Regions from separate parts of the Mus musculus genome. Here all the other regions are linked to region 2. Evidence: chromatin contacts called from public Hi-C and promoter capture Hi-C data. All regions are on one chromosome and are shown on one strand. Each heading gives the region's core, a stretch centred on a gene start, on an enhancer-like site or on the middle of the called end of the contact. The rest is flanking DNA. Distances are from core to core; before and after follow the strand shown.

What was found. Promoter capture Hi-C pulls out the DNA fragments that hold promoters and counts their contacts. Hi-C and Micro-C count contacts between places; a contact is called where the count stands out from the background.
Region 1: a promoter capture Hi-C map of pre-B cells shows a contact between it and region 2. The contact joins the promoter of Rwdd1 here to the promoter of Hint3 in region 2. A contact is called at or near these places in 2 of 39 promoter capture datasets (cranial neural crest and pre-B cells).
Region 3: a promoter capture Hi-C map of pre-B cells shows a contact between it and region 2, with 6 times the contacts expected there. The contact joins the promoter of Tspyl1 here to the promoter of Hint3 in region 2. A contact is called at or near these places in 2 of 39 promoter capture datasets (hippocampal neurons and pre-B cells) and 1 of 484 Hi-C or Micro-C datasets (muscle stem cells).
Region 4: a Hi-C map of muscle stem cells shows a contact between it and region 2, with 8 times the contacts expected there. The contact joins the promoter of Nt5dc1 here to the promoter of Hint3 in region 2. A contact is called at or near these places in 1 of 39 promoter capture datasets (pre-B cells) and 1 of 484 Hi-C or Micro-C datasets (muscle stem cells).

The regions. Positions count from the first base shown.
Region 1 is chr10:34,017,842-34,021,026 of GRCm38.p6, reverse strand. It overlaps Rwdd1 (RWD domain containing 1), which reads left to right and starts at 1,411. Exons shown (of 7, transcript NM_025614.3): 1 at 1,411-1,661. The coding sequence starts at 1,589.
Region 2 is chr10:30,617,009-30,619,944 of GRCm38.p6, reverse strand. It overlaps Hint3 (histidine triad nucleotide binding protein 3), which reads left to right and starts at 1,579. Exons shown (of 5, transcript NM_025798.3): 1 at 1,579-1,742. The coding sequence starts at 1,593.
Region 3 is chr10:34,280,917-34,283,984 of GRCm38.p6, reverse strand. It overlaps Tspyl1 (testis-specific protein, Y-encoded-like 1), which reads right to left and starts at 1,795. Exons shown (of 1, transcript NM_009433.3): 1 at 1-1,795. The coding sequence starts at 1,704. The coding sequence ends at 565. The region is part of intron 1 of Gm26564 (a long non-coding RNA gene); the gene reads left to right.
Region 4 is chr10:34,416,984-34,420,239 of GRCm38.p6, reverse strand. Nt5dc1 (5'-nucleotidase domain containing 1) reads left to right here and starts at 1,689. Exons shown (of 12, transcript NM_176968.5): 1 at 1,689-1,879. The coding sequence starts at 1,787.

The DNA.
Region 1 (3,185 bases), core at 162-2,661, 3.4 Mb before region 2:
TGCCTCAGCCCCTCAACTAGATCATGGCGAATGCTCCACACTGTCTTCCAACCTGCCAAGTGATCTGTCTCCTTCAGAACTTTAAAGCAGCTGTTCCTAGAAGTCTATTCTGGTAACTAATCATCGGAATTCCTTTGAATAAACAAATATGCAGCTTATATCTGAAATGCTACCTCATCTCAGAAGTTTCCTTTTCTCCCCTTTAAAGTTTAAAAGAAGGCAAAAAGCAACCCTTAATCTATTTAAAACAAGAAACCATAATACTTTTGACATAATGCATTTCCTTTACTGTAAGTAAGGAATACTTGCTAATTAAACACAAAACAAAAAACTCTTTCTGTGTAACTGGAGCACTGTGGCTCACACCTACAATCTCAGCACCACTGAGGCCAGGGTAGGGGTAACACGAGTTCTGGCAATCCTGGCTAGTAAGCAAGATACAAGCAAGCAACAGCAACAATCACCACAAAGCCAAAGCCAAAAAAGCCCATCTATGGAACCTGCATAATACAAGTAAAGCCAGCTTTAATACACAAGGAAGGTAGAGAAATTTGGGGAAACATTTTTAGTATGTTTGGGGTATTCTTCCCGAGGTACATTTCCCCACATTTTGTTTAGGCTAGTACGTGTTCCTTTATTATAAACAAATATAAACCAAGTAACTATTTAGTGTTCATTAAAAAAGAAGACATATTTATCTGTTTTCTTAGTTTTGCCGTTACGGCATTTGACATTTTGGTTGTAGTGATAGACTTGAAGCTGTCAAATCTATCAGCAGAAGTAGAGCTAAATCAAAGGTATTATTTTCCGGTATCTTATTGTAGTTTTGGCAAAGTCAAATCTGTCACTAAGATCCGCCCCTTTATCTGTTCGCTGAAATAACAACTGAACAAGTCTTTAGGTCAATTTTTCCGCCTCACTTATTTCACAACTTTAAAGTGAGGTGCAAGAACCTCTGGTTCGACTTTCAGCCTTCCTCCCGGGTTCCTCCTGGGACAGACCTCTGGACGAACCCCGACCCCAAGTCCCAGCTCGGCTTCCAGGAGTCTGCACAGATCAGGCCATTGAAAGTTCCAAGAAGCCGGGCTGGCTGTCGCCCACAGGCTGCTCTGGGCGACAAACGTGGTTTAGGAACGCGGAAAAGCGGAAGCCCTTGGACCTCCGCGCCCCGCCCTCGGCGCCACTACCACGCCCTGCGCGAGACTCAGACCAGACACATCGAGCGCAGAATGGCGATGCCTCTCTGCCAGGCGTCTCCATCAGAAGCCAGCAAAGCCCAGCAGCGGGCAGTAGCTGTCCTTCCCGAACGCCGGGCGGGCTGCGGTCACCCCCCAGCCAATCCCGAGCCGTCGCAGACAGGCAGCGAATCGGCGGCCGGCATTCCAGGCGCGATGAGTCGAACTCCGACGCGGGGATCGGGCGGCCCGCGGAGCCGGGGCTGTTTCTCAGCAATCCGTGCCAGGCGTGGCTCCAGGCCTTTCCACTCCGACTCTGCGCGTGCGCCCGCCCGGCAGCCGGCGGCCGCGGTGTCCGCTGCAGCCCGCCGCCAGGGAGTCGCGCCGATGCACGGGCAACAACGCGGGCCACGATGACAGATTACGGCGAGGAACAACGCAACGAGTTGGAGGCTCTGGAGTCCATCTACCCCGACTCCTTCACAGGTGACTTTGGCGGCCTCCTGCTCCGGGGCGGAGGCCGGGGCCCCGCGGCCCTTCCTGCCGCTCTCCAGACAGTTTCCAGCACTCGCCTGCTTCCTTCCCCACTGTCCTGAAATCCGAAGGTCCGGGTGGCTCTGCGGAGGCCCTGGAATTGGTCCTGACCGCTTTGGTTTCGCGTAACCTCCGTCATCCGAGATTCACTGAAGCACGCGGGGGGTGGGGGGAACTAGCAGTGCGATGAGTTTCTCCAGAGCCGCTTAATGTCCCCCCTTTACCTCCTATTTTAAGCTCTGGTGAAGTAGCAGCTGTTTTCCCTGCTGAGAAGATTGGGATGCTGGCTTTTGAGAGCAGCACACTCGGGGATGTCTTATTCTCTCTATAAGAGTGATCAGGCATTCTGCAGAATGCCTGATGAACGATGTGGTCGCTGTGGTTCTTAGGTATCTTAGACGTCGTCGAGGTTCTGGAGGCCCAGGGAAGGCAAGTGGCTTGTGCTCTCCCTCCTCCAGCCAGAGGTCCTTAGTTCTTACATCCTGAAGACTTCGGTTAAGGATTCAGCCTCAGCTTAGATGTAGGAAGAGCTGATTGGGTCTAAGGGAAAGCATCCGTCAGGAAATTCATTAGTAGAATCTTTCCTTGTGAGTCTGTTTCCATGGAAAACCTATCTATGGGTCTTCTCAAATTAGGGAAGCACTCAAGGTAAAGTCAGTATGAACGTAGGCTGGGGATTGATGGGATTTACATTCCACAACCCTTCCTCCAAGTGTTGTCAAGTATTACTTAGTGTCTGAATTAAGAACCCAAGGCATATTACTTTAAATCCTAAACCATCCCTTTCATTGCTTAGCTTAGTTTTCTTTCTTGGCTTCACTTTTTGACCAACTTTTTGCAATGGAAGCAAATTTTGTTCTGCTTTGCCAACAGGCAGATGTCTCTCAGCTACTCCTGTGTAGCTCCAGTCGAGTTCATGTTCTCTCGCACCAGCAATACAGCTGTGTTGCGGATGTTAAGGGATGAGTGAAGAGGGGGTTGAGAGTGTCATTACCTGGGTGAGTGTATGTGTGGAGTCTGGCTTCCTTCTCTATCCTTGCTTATATGTCAGTGTCAAACTAAAATAAAGCGCTAGTGTCAGTTGTCCGATATAGTCTGAATTACGATGTTTAGACCTTTCTAGCACGTTAGAAATATAATAGGCATGAACCCTTTGTAGGCAGAAACAAAAATGCATGAGGCATACAGTATTTTTAACTTGTCTTAAATATTAGGTTATCCTTCACTAAGTTCCGCGCATGTGTGTCTTACAATGGCACATTTTTTATGTCTTAAAGCAGTATTGTATTGAATTTTGCTAGGTCCCAGTAGTAGTAGTATATGGAATTCTTGTCAGATGTACAAGTGCATAAGGAGCCTGAGTGAGCCAGGGTAACAAATGACGACTTACGATTATTTTGATGCACTCACCTATTCCATAGCAACCTGCTGAGCCTGCTTGTAATTCCTTTCTGCATCCATACACATTTTTGCAAT
Region 2 (2,936 bases), core at 330-2,829:
CATCCCCACCTGCCCCCATACAAGGCTCCTGACCCTTACCACTCATAGCCTTTACTAAAAAAGCACTTCTGTTTGTGACTGTGCAACTCTCATAACTCAAAAGTGTTTTCCCGTGGGATCTGAAAATCATTCTTTTATTCATCAGACTGTTGTGAAATGTCTATGGGAACATTTCCACTATGATAGCACCAAGAATAAAGGATGAAACTCCTGTCCTTACCAAAGCCAAAGTCAACTCAAAAGCTTTCAATATCAAACAAGCAGTTATGAAAGGCATCTACAGATCACCCCCCCCCCCACCATGGCCCAAGAGGCAGCCCAAGTACTCAAGTACCTACATGGATAAAGACATACAGCTACTGTGTGTGTGCATGCATACACACACCATAAAAAAGCAGCGTGATATGAAAGTGTAAGAACAGACATGGAACATGATAATATTTAAATGTGTCAAAGTCAAATTTTCTGCTTCTGAGTCCTGCCTCAAACTTGTGATGATCTGAGAAGCTATTGTCATGATTGCACACCATATGGTTAACTACAAAGGGAATTAAATGCAACGTGAATGTGCATGTACTCTTACTTAACTTACGTTACTGTTTCAGATTACAAGATAATTCACTTAAAATCACTACTGAGTTTAAAGTCACACTAAGTGTTATTATGGGTTCTAGAACTAGACATTTATTTGAATTTTATCATTTGGGTAAGTGGTAAGAAAATAAGTCTGAATCTGTCTCTTTCTGTAGACCTGTAATAAAATAATCAACCTTGGGAGTTTTCACAATTAGAGAAACAGAGTATTTGGTGCTCAGCAAATGCCATGTATTGTAAAAAGGTGAGATCACATCATACTTAAGAACTGATACTTTTCCGCGCATGATTGTTCCCAAAGGGTTTCTCTCCCTCTCTTTCCTAAATAGCCGGGAATACAAGAGAAAATTGTTACAATGAATCAGGTGACCTGGCAGGGAATTTCTCAATTACTACCTTTTCTCTCCATATGACATATGTGTGATAGGAGACCCTTTCGATTTACATTGTACTATAAACAAAAGCAAACATGTAGAGACCAATTTGGCCGGGTTTGTTTGTTTGGTTTGGTTTCAGATCCTAAAATTACTGTGGCTGAACAAGTAAGTACACAGGAAACTCGGAAATTTCACTTTGCCAAACAAGGCTCTCTATACGTTTGACTCATCCTCTCATACCCTTAAAAGAATCGAATTTCTATACTCTTTTTCTTTTGTAACGGGAGTGTAATACACTATAGGGACGTGAAAGCAATATCCTTTACACTTTAGATGAATGTTACCAACCCCTGGATAGGTCTTCCCGTCAGAAAACGCCTTTGAGCAGTGGGCTCCTGCGGCTGCGCTGCTTTCGTCATCACGGAGCGCCGGGCTTGCCCTCTGATCGTCGCCCTTTTAGAGGCCGAGCTATCTGGTGTGTCCCATACCCAGAGTCTGGCCCTGCGCGTGCGCAGACTCCGTGTCACTAGGCGGGCCACCCTAGGGCGGCGATTCCAGGTGCATCCGCCCGAGGCGGGCCTTGCGCACCTCAGCTGATCCTGACGTCGCCTTTCGGCCGCCATGGCTGAGAAGCAAGCGGGCTTGGTCGGAGAGCCGGATCCCGAGGGGTCCTCGCCTGGGACCTCGGAGTCCTGGAACTATGACAGCAACTGCGTGTTCTGCCGCGTGGCGGCGGGTCAGGAACCCAAAACTGAACTCTTTCACTGTGAGGTGGGCGGCGACAGGCCGGGTGGGTGGGGACCAGGCATCCAATCCCTGCTCGCAGGCTTCTGTCTCTGCAGACGAACTAAACAGTGACTGACTTCTGTCAGGGACCCAGAGGTCTCCAGTGTTGCCTTTGCTGTTCAGTAGGGAGAGATAGCAGTGATAGAGCCCAGCATTCTCGCCTCCCTCGCATGCATTTGCAACACAGCAGCATCCTGTGTCTTTACTTTTATTTTAGGGAGTCTTCCTCTTCTCTAGATAGTAATTTTAAAATTATGTATTCTTCCAGTATCGTTAGAGAGCGTACAACTTGCTGAAAACAGGTCTTGGACGTGGTGAAGAAGTGTGAATTTGACTGAAATGGGCTGGAATGGGGTTTCAGGACTGGGTCTGAAGTCGAACTGATACTTACAGTTAATAGCTTGTAAGAATCTTCCTTATCTACCGTGAGAGCCTCATGAACTACTCCCCTTTTCGTTACAAGATCTCGACAGGGTTCAAACCTGTGCAGATCAAGTGTAGTTAATCATACTTGCTGCGAGATCGGGAGAGCAACAGTCATGTCATGCCTGGAAATTCCAGAAAACTCTCCCTTTCCCCTGGGTCTAACATTTTTACATCTCATCATCCTTCATAAAGAGTTAATCTTTTGAGAGAGATTTATCATCTTGCATTTAAAATTCTTATTACACATATATTCATTGTAAACACAGGAAATGATTGCACTTATATAAGTTGTTGATATATAATTATACAAATAAGAGCAGAGGAAATTATTTGTTTTGGTATAATCAGGGTTGCCAGCATCATGAAGAATTTGTTTGAGGAATCTTTCCAACAAAAGTCAGAGATGATTCTTTGCCTCACAGATCTCTGTATGGTTTTCTTACTGTATTTTTAGAATTCATTTAAGCAAAGGGCATATCACATATTCTTAGCAGGGGGCTTACCAGTACCAAGGGCAGTGTCTTACTCTTTGTGTATGAGTCTCATGGCATTGATACGAATTATTTTTAAGGGGCTCTTAGAAATAGCTGAGTGGTAGTGGTACATGCCTTTAATTCCAGCACTCAGAAAGGCAGAGGCAGAAAGATCTCTCTGTTGGAGGCCAACCTGGTCAATGCAGTGAATTCAAGGACAGCTAAGGCTATGCAGAGAAATCCCTTGAAAAACAAAACAAAAACAAACAAACAAACAAAC
Region 3 (3,068 bases), core at 546-3,045, 3.7 Mb before region 2:
AGATGTTTCTGAACTACTTTTCTTTAAAATAGCAGGAGAAAGGTGGGAGAGTGAGGGTGAGGAGCACTGGCAAACACAATGGAGTGTGATATAACCTAGAAAGTGGTGCCAAAAAAAAAAAAAAAAAAAATCACACAGACAGTGGCCCACTCCTTCAATGTTTAGGCTCAGCAACTGTCCAAAAACTCTGTGTCCACGTTGCCACATGATGAACAGATAAATAGAAGGGCCCCCAGTTAAAGCAAGACATCTAGGTGGCAGTAAACAGGTAAGACTGAAAACAATAGGGTCCAAACAGTGTAAAGGCAGTGTAACATACAGTTTCATTGTTGAGCTTAGAAAGGGTATAAGCCAGGGCCGTGAACCAGCAGATACTAATTCAGAACAGCATGAAGGCCATGGGAAAGCAGAAGCATGTCCAGTCTTAATCTCGAGGTGGAGACTATCCAGATAGAAGATGCAGAAAAGTCAGGAGGAAAGAAATCAAAACACTGCATACCCGTTGCATTTGCTCAAGCACAGGTGAGAAGGGACCAGTTCCGGCCGCATTTTCAAATGCAAAGATTAACCTGACTGGAAGCCAAAAGGCCTGGGAATCTCCACTGGCTCCCTTATTGGGCGACGTCGGGGTCTACGGATTCCTTCACGACACAGGTAGTATTGCAGTGGGTTTGGCCACAGATCCTCTTTGATAATCTCAGCGATTCTGTCAGATTCTGGAAGGCTGTGGTCCGAGAACCAGGTGAAGAAGCTGCAAATGAGATCTTGGTTTCTGCGAATGAAGGACTGGGGCTCATGCCCTCTCCGCCAAATGATTGGAGTGGAAAGAGACACCACTCGACCAGATGATCTCACTTCATATTCCTTGACAATCAGCTTGTTTCTGAAGTAGGGGTTTCTTCGAAAAAAGAACTTGAATTTGCAGCCAGTCTTAGGGTGTCTCAGTTCCTTCACCTCCAGACTGGTTACGTACCTTAACATCTCTGCATCCCGACCCCTAATCATGGCGGACAACTGAGGGTGGTTCCGGAAGGCAGTCATCCAGAAGCCTGGGATATTCTGAATGATGTAGTTCCTCCGTTCCAGGTAGTGTCGTCGCATTCGCCCAAACTTCTGCTCCAGATGTTGGAAGGCCCTGTCGGCCTGAGCATTCACAGTGTCCAGTTCCAGCTGGATGGCCTCCAGCGGGTTCCTGCGAAGATCTATGCCCAGGTGCCAGGGCCCTGCCTCCTCCGGCGCCTCCCTCACTCCTCCACTCGCCTCCAGCATCTCCATTTCTTCGCCCGCGGGCTTCTGCTCCACCTCCATCACCTCCTCGCTCCCTGGCGTGGCCACTTCTGACTTTTCCGCTGCAGCCGCGACGGTGCCCGGTTCCGTCTTCACGTCACGGGCCTGGGACTCCGCTCCCCGAGTTTCTTGGGCCTTCTCCACATATTTCGGTGTCACGAACACCGCTGCCGCGGGGCCCCGAACGGAAGGAGGTGACTCTCCCTGCCTAGCTGCGGCCACCCGAATCTGGGGGACAAGGCCCTCGACATCTCGGGGCGCGGGGCTCCCCACGATCCCTGCGCGGCCCTCACCTGTCACCGCCTTCTCCTCGCCGAGCAGCGGTCGCCGGTCTGGGGTCCCCGAGACAGTGTCAGCATCGCAGTGGCCGCGGCTGTCGGGGACAGGGGTCCCCTCGTCCCGCTCCGGGCTGCTCATGTCGGGTCTAGTCGCGCAGACCTCCGCCTACAAACAACAACCCTCACGGTCCCCCGCAACCCCAGCTCCGCCCCTCGCTCTCTCCAGCGCAGTGACGCCAGAGCCACAGCCCGCAAGTCTCGCGAGAACCTGCAGCGCACCTGATTGGTTCTTCAGCTCGTGACTTCCGTATTTGTTTGGCTTCTGTAAATGTAGCGGATAGCGGTTGTCACGTTTGTTTCCGTAAAGGGATGTCAATCATCCTAGGAGACTGAAGACAGTGGCGGGGCTTCTGGACCTGGCTTCTGGACCCTTCGCCCGCATCCGGGCTGCAGCCGTGTGTGTGTCTGTGTCTGCAAACAAGTTCATCCCCTTTCCACTTATGTGGAACGGTAAAAACACCTCCTGGTATTAGACAAAGCTAGGAGCCAAATGTTTGTATTAACCAAGGTGAATGCCACGGTTCCCCACCACCACCACCACCACCACCACCACCACCACCACCACCACAGAACTGAAAAAAATAATGAAGTCTAGCTTGGTGTGATGGCCCTTGTCTGTCGCCTCAGTGCTCTGGTGCTGAGGAGGATCGTTGACTTGGAGGCTAACCTGGGCTGCATACACGTTGGCTCAAAATAATAATAAAAACTCAGTTCTATTCTAAGCTCTGACGTTACTGGGGAACAAAGATCTGTGGGTTTGCTTTGGGAATTATTCTTTTTGGAAAAGATTTTGTGGTCATCATTAATGATTGTTTTTACTGGTGTGTCTTGCACCGTGGCATCGAATAGTTTGCATAACAATCCTCTGATGTATTAAGATATCCATTTTATTGAGACAAGGAGAGACTGGGTCTCTTACCAGAATAACATAGAAAATGACAGAGCGATGATTTGAGCCCTGGACATTTGATTCCCGGGTTCTCTGAACGGGATGTGACGTCACTTTAGGACATAGGCATAAATGCATAGTCTATATCAAGTTGATACATATTTTCTCCCACCTCCTTTCCGCATCCATAAATAGATTAATATTTAAGAACACATTCATTTCCTTTCTGTTTTGAGAAAAAGAAGGTAGTTATTCGTGGTCCTCAAATTCAAATTTACCAGAAAAATGTCACCTTCTGTATAACAAATATTTCCAAAACACCATTTAACGTTTTTCGATAAAGTTCATAGACAATATAACCCATCTACACACATAAATAGAAAATTTAACAATTTTACTATAAAGCTTACTGTAGTGGTGGCGATTTTAGTATAGCAAAGGGGTCACCGACTTAGGTTATTATAAGAACTATATGACGTGGCATTTATCACAGTGGTAAACGCACCAATAAGAATGGCGTGGTTAGAAAATTACACATCTCATAAAAGTAACTG
Region 4 (3,256 bases), core at 440-2,939, 3.8 Mb before region 2:
GATTCAAGGTCAGCCTGGGACAAAGCAAGTCCTAGATCCAGGCATGGTGGTATGCACCTTTAATCTGAGCCACACTTTCTCATAGAAGCCTACCCAGGGACATTGGAAGAAGGAAGATTCACTCTTTTTCTTTTTCTTTTTTATTAATATTTTTTATTACTACGTATTTTCCTCAATTACATTTAGAATGCTATCCCCCATACCCCCCACACACACACACTTCCCTACCCACCCATTCCCATTTTTGGGCCCTGGCATTCCCCTGTACTGGGGCATATAAAGTTTGCGTGTCCAATAGGCCTCTCTTTCCAGTGATGGCCGACTAGGCCATCTTTTGATACATATGCAGCTAGAGTCAAGAGCTCCGGGGTACTGGTTAGTTCATATTGTTGTTCCACCTATAGGGTTGTAGATCCCTTTAGCTCCTTGGATATGTTCTCTAGCTCCTCCATTGGGGGCTTTGTGATCCATCCAATAGCTGACTGTGAGCATCCACTTCTGTGTTTGCTAGGCCCCAGCCTAGTCTCACAAGACCTACTTCTACAGAAGACCAGTTCAAACAACTAGCCTCACGGGACGGAGCAACTACCAAACTCTTCGAATTCCTATTAACAGTTGACCAATGCTCGGTGAGTTGAACTACAGACTATAAGTCATCACAATACATTCCTTTAATATATAGAGAACTCATTCCATAAGTTCTGTGTCTTTAGAGAACCCTGACTAATACAACCAGCCTTGGTGTTTTTGGTAAGGTGGTCTTCCATAATACGTAATATATTTTTTAATGCATTCCAATGGCTGAAATGATGCCAGGAATGTCTTTCATGTCTTATTACCAAACTATAGAGTAATAAAGCTGTTGATTCAACTTTCAAAGTCCACTTACCAAACTGTATGCTAAAGGGGTCTGTATTAGTCAGAGTTTTACTGCTGTGAACAGACACCATGACCAAGGCAAGTCTTATAAAAAACAACATTTAATTGGGGCTGGCTTACAGGTACAGAGGTTCAGTCCATTATCATCAAGGTGGGAGCATGGCAGCATCCAGGCAGGCATGGTGCAGGCAGAGCTGAGCGTTCTATGTCTTCATCCAAAGGCTGCTAGTGGAAGACTGACTTCCAGGCAACTAGGGTGAGGATCTTATGCCCACGCCCACAGTGACACACCTATTCCAACCTGGTCACACCTATTCCAACAAGGCCACACCTCCAAATGGTGTCACTCCCTAGTCCAAGAATATACAAACCATCACAGGGTCCAACAGTTATTTGTGCTCATAATTTTCTCACACACTGCTCCCACACTCAAGCCTCAAGGGATGAGGTTTCACTGGTATCATTTAGTAGTGTGGCGCCTGAAAAATGAACGAGAATTCCCACTAATTCTGTGAAACCTTAAGCTACATTAAGGACATTGGCTAGCAGGGTCCTAGTTGAGCATTTTAGCTCCTGCTGCACTGTACTAGCTGGAAGCAAGCCGTGGAACTGGCCTGAACCAGCCAGCAAAACTGGGGCGATCCAGGAGGCAGACAGGCCACTGACTTGGAGACGCGGGAGTGTGCTCAGAACCCGCCCTACTTGACTAGCTCCTCCCGACCAGACCACGCCCCGCCCGTCTGTCTTATATAAGCCTCCGCCCCGCCAAGCTCCGCCCCGTCAAGCCCCGCCCCGTCAAGCCCCGCCCCGCTCCGCGTCCTGCCTGCGAGTTACGCTTGTAGAGTCCCGGCAACTTCTCGCATGCTCTACCGGCCTTCCGGTCTGCGTTACCCGCCGCTGCCCTGCCATGGCTCAGCACTTCTCCCTGGGCGCCTGCGACGTGGTCGGCTTCGATCTCGACCACACGCTGTGCCGCTACAACCTGCCCGAGAGCGCCCGGGTGAGTGGCACGGACAGCCTCTAAAGGCGGCTGTGTAGAGTGTCGTAGGTCCCCGGCCGCTGGGCGGAAGTGTACTTTCAGGGGTTCTGCGGTCTTGAGGAGGAAGCCAGGGGCAGAAGATAGCGCAAGACCGAGCCGGGAAGCCGACTTGTAGAACCCTGAAAAAGCGGGGTCAGGGGCTTTGTGTGTCATTTGTTGATCCCAGGCCCTATTATTTTTTCCAACTCCTCTGGGCACCAGCTGAGTGGGTACAGCCACTTGTTTTGAACTTCAAGAAAACATGGCTGCATCTTTCCTTTTGCACACCCAAGTAATCACCTGTCAGAGTTTAAGTATTTCATACAGGGAGAGACTGTATAATAAATAGTATTGTGAGAAACACTGGGAGAAGTCGTTAACATCTTAGACCTCCTTTTGTCTTTACCAAGAGAAGAAAACAAGCATTTATTGTGCACGTACTACTTGATCTGTGCGTTTTAAATAAAGTTGTAATCTCAACAGAATCTACCCAGAATATGAGGGGATTAGATTGCTTTATTTGTAGGCTTATACCCTCATCTTAATCGCCCTGCTTTCTCTGACCCTTTGGGTTCACAAGAAACTAAAGAATTAAGAATATCACAGTGAGAAGTCTAAGCAGGACTCTGCAGTCAAAGTCCCTGGTTCGGGACCCTGGCACCAAGTGCCTAGCCCTGTGACACTGGGCAAATAATCTGGGTTCCTTCTCAATTAACCTTTCGAGGATTAAGTGTGCAGCCGATTGTTTGCTATTACGGTTAGCACCCACCACATCACTAGTGCAGACCACAGTCAGTGTAGTCCTGTCAGTGCCCCAGTTGGTCAGATTCTCCAAAATCAAAAATGAGGCTCCTGAATCACTCCGGTGTGTTTTCAAGCATACAGATGCTTTAAAAAAAAAAAAAGGTGTGTGTCCCTGCTGGGGCTCTGTTTTGCTTGCCAGTTGCACAGATCTCATTTCCTTTCTCATAGTTTAAAGACATTTAAGTCTTGGTCCTTTGGCTACTCTTTCAGAGTGTTCTCTGGGTGCTAATTTCTTTCCTTCCACGGCGTTCAGATTCCAGTCTGGTTCATCTTATGCCCTTCATCTGTATTCACTGTCGTTCATGGAGAATGTTGTTTAACCTCTGTCATGTTAAAAAGCCAGTTTTGTGCGTGTGTGAGCATACACATTTTAGGATAGAAGATTCAGAAGATACTCTACTGCAAGTTTTGAATCGCAGTGCTGATTAAAGGCTGAAAACGATACCCTGGTGAATCTTGGTTATGCTTGGTATAGAAATCCTAAGTCTCACCGAGTGCTGAACACCAGGACATAGTTAGGGACACACATCAACCACACACAAGTAGGAGCCTCTC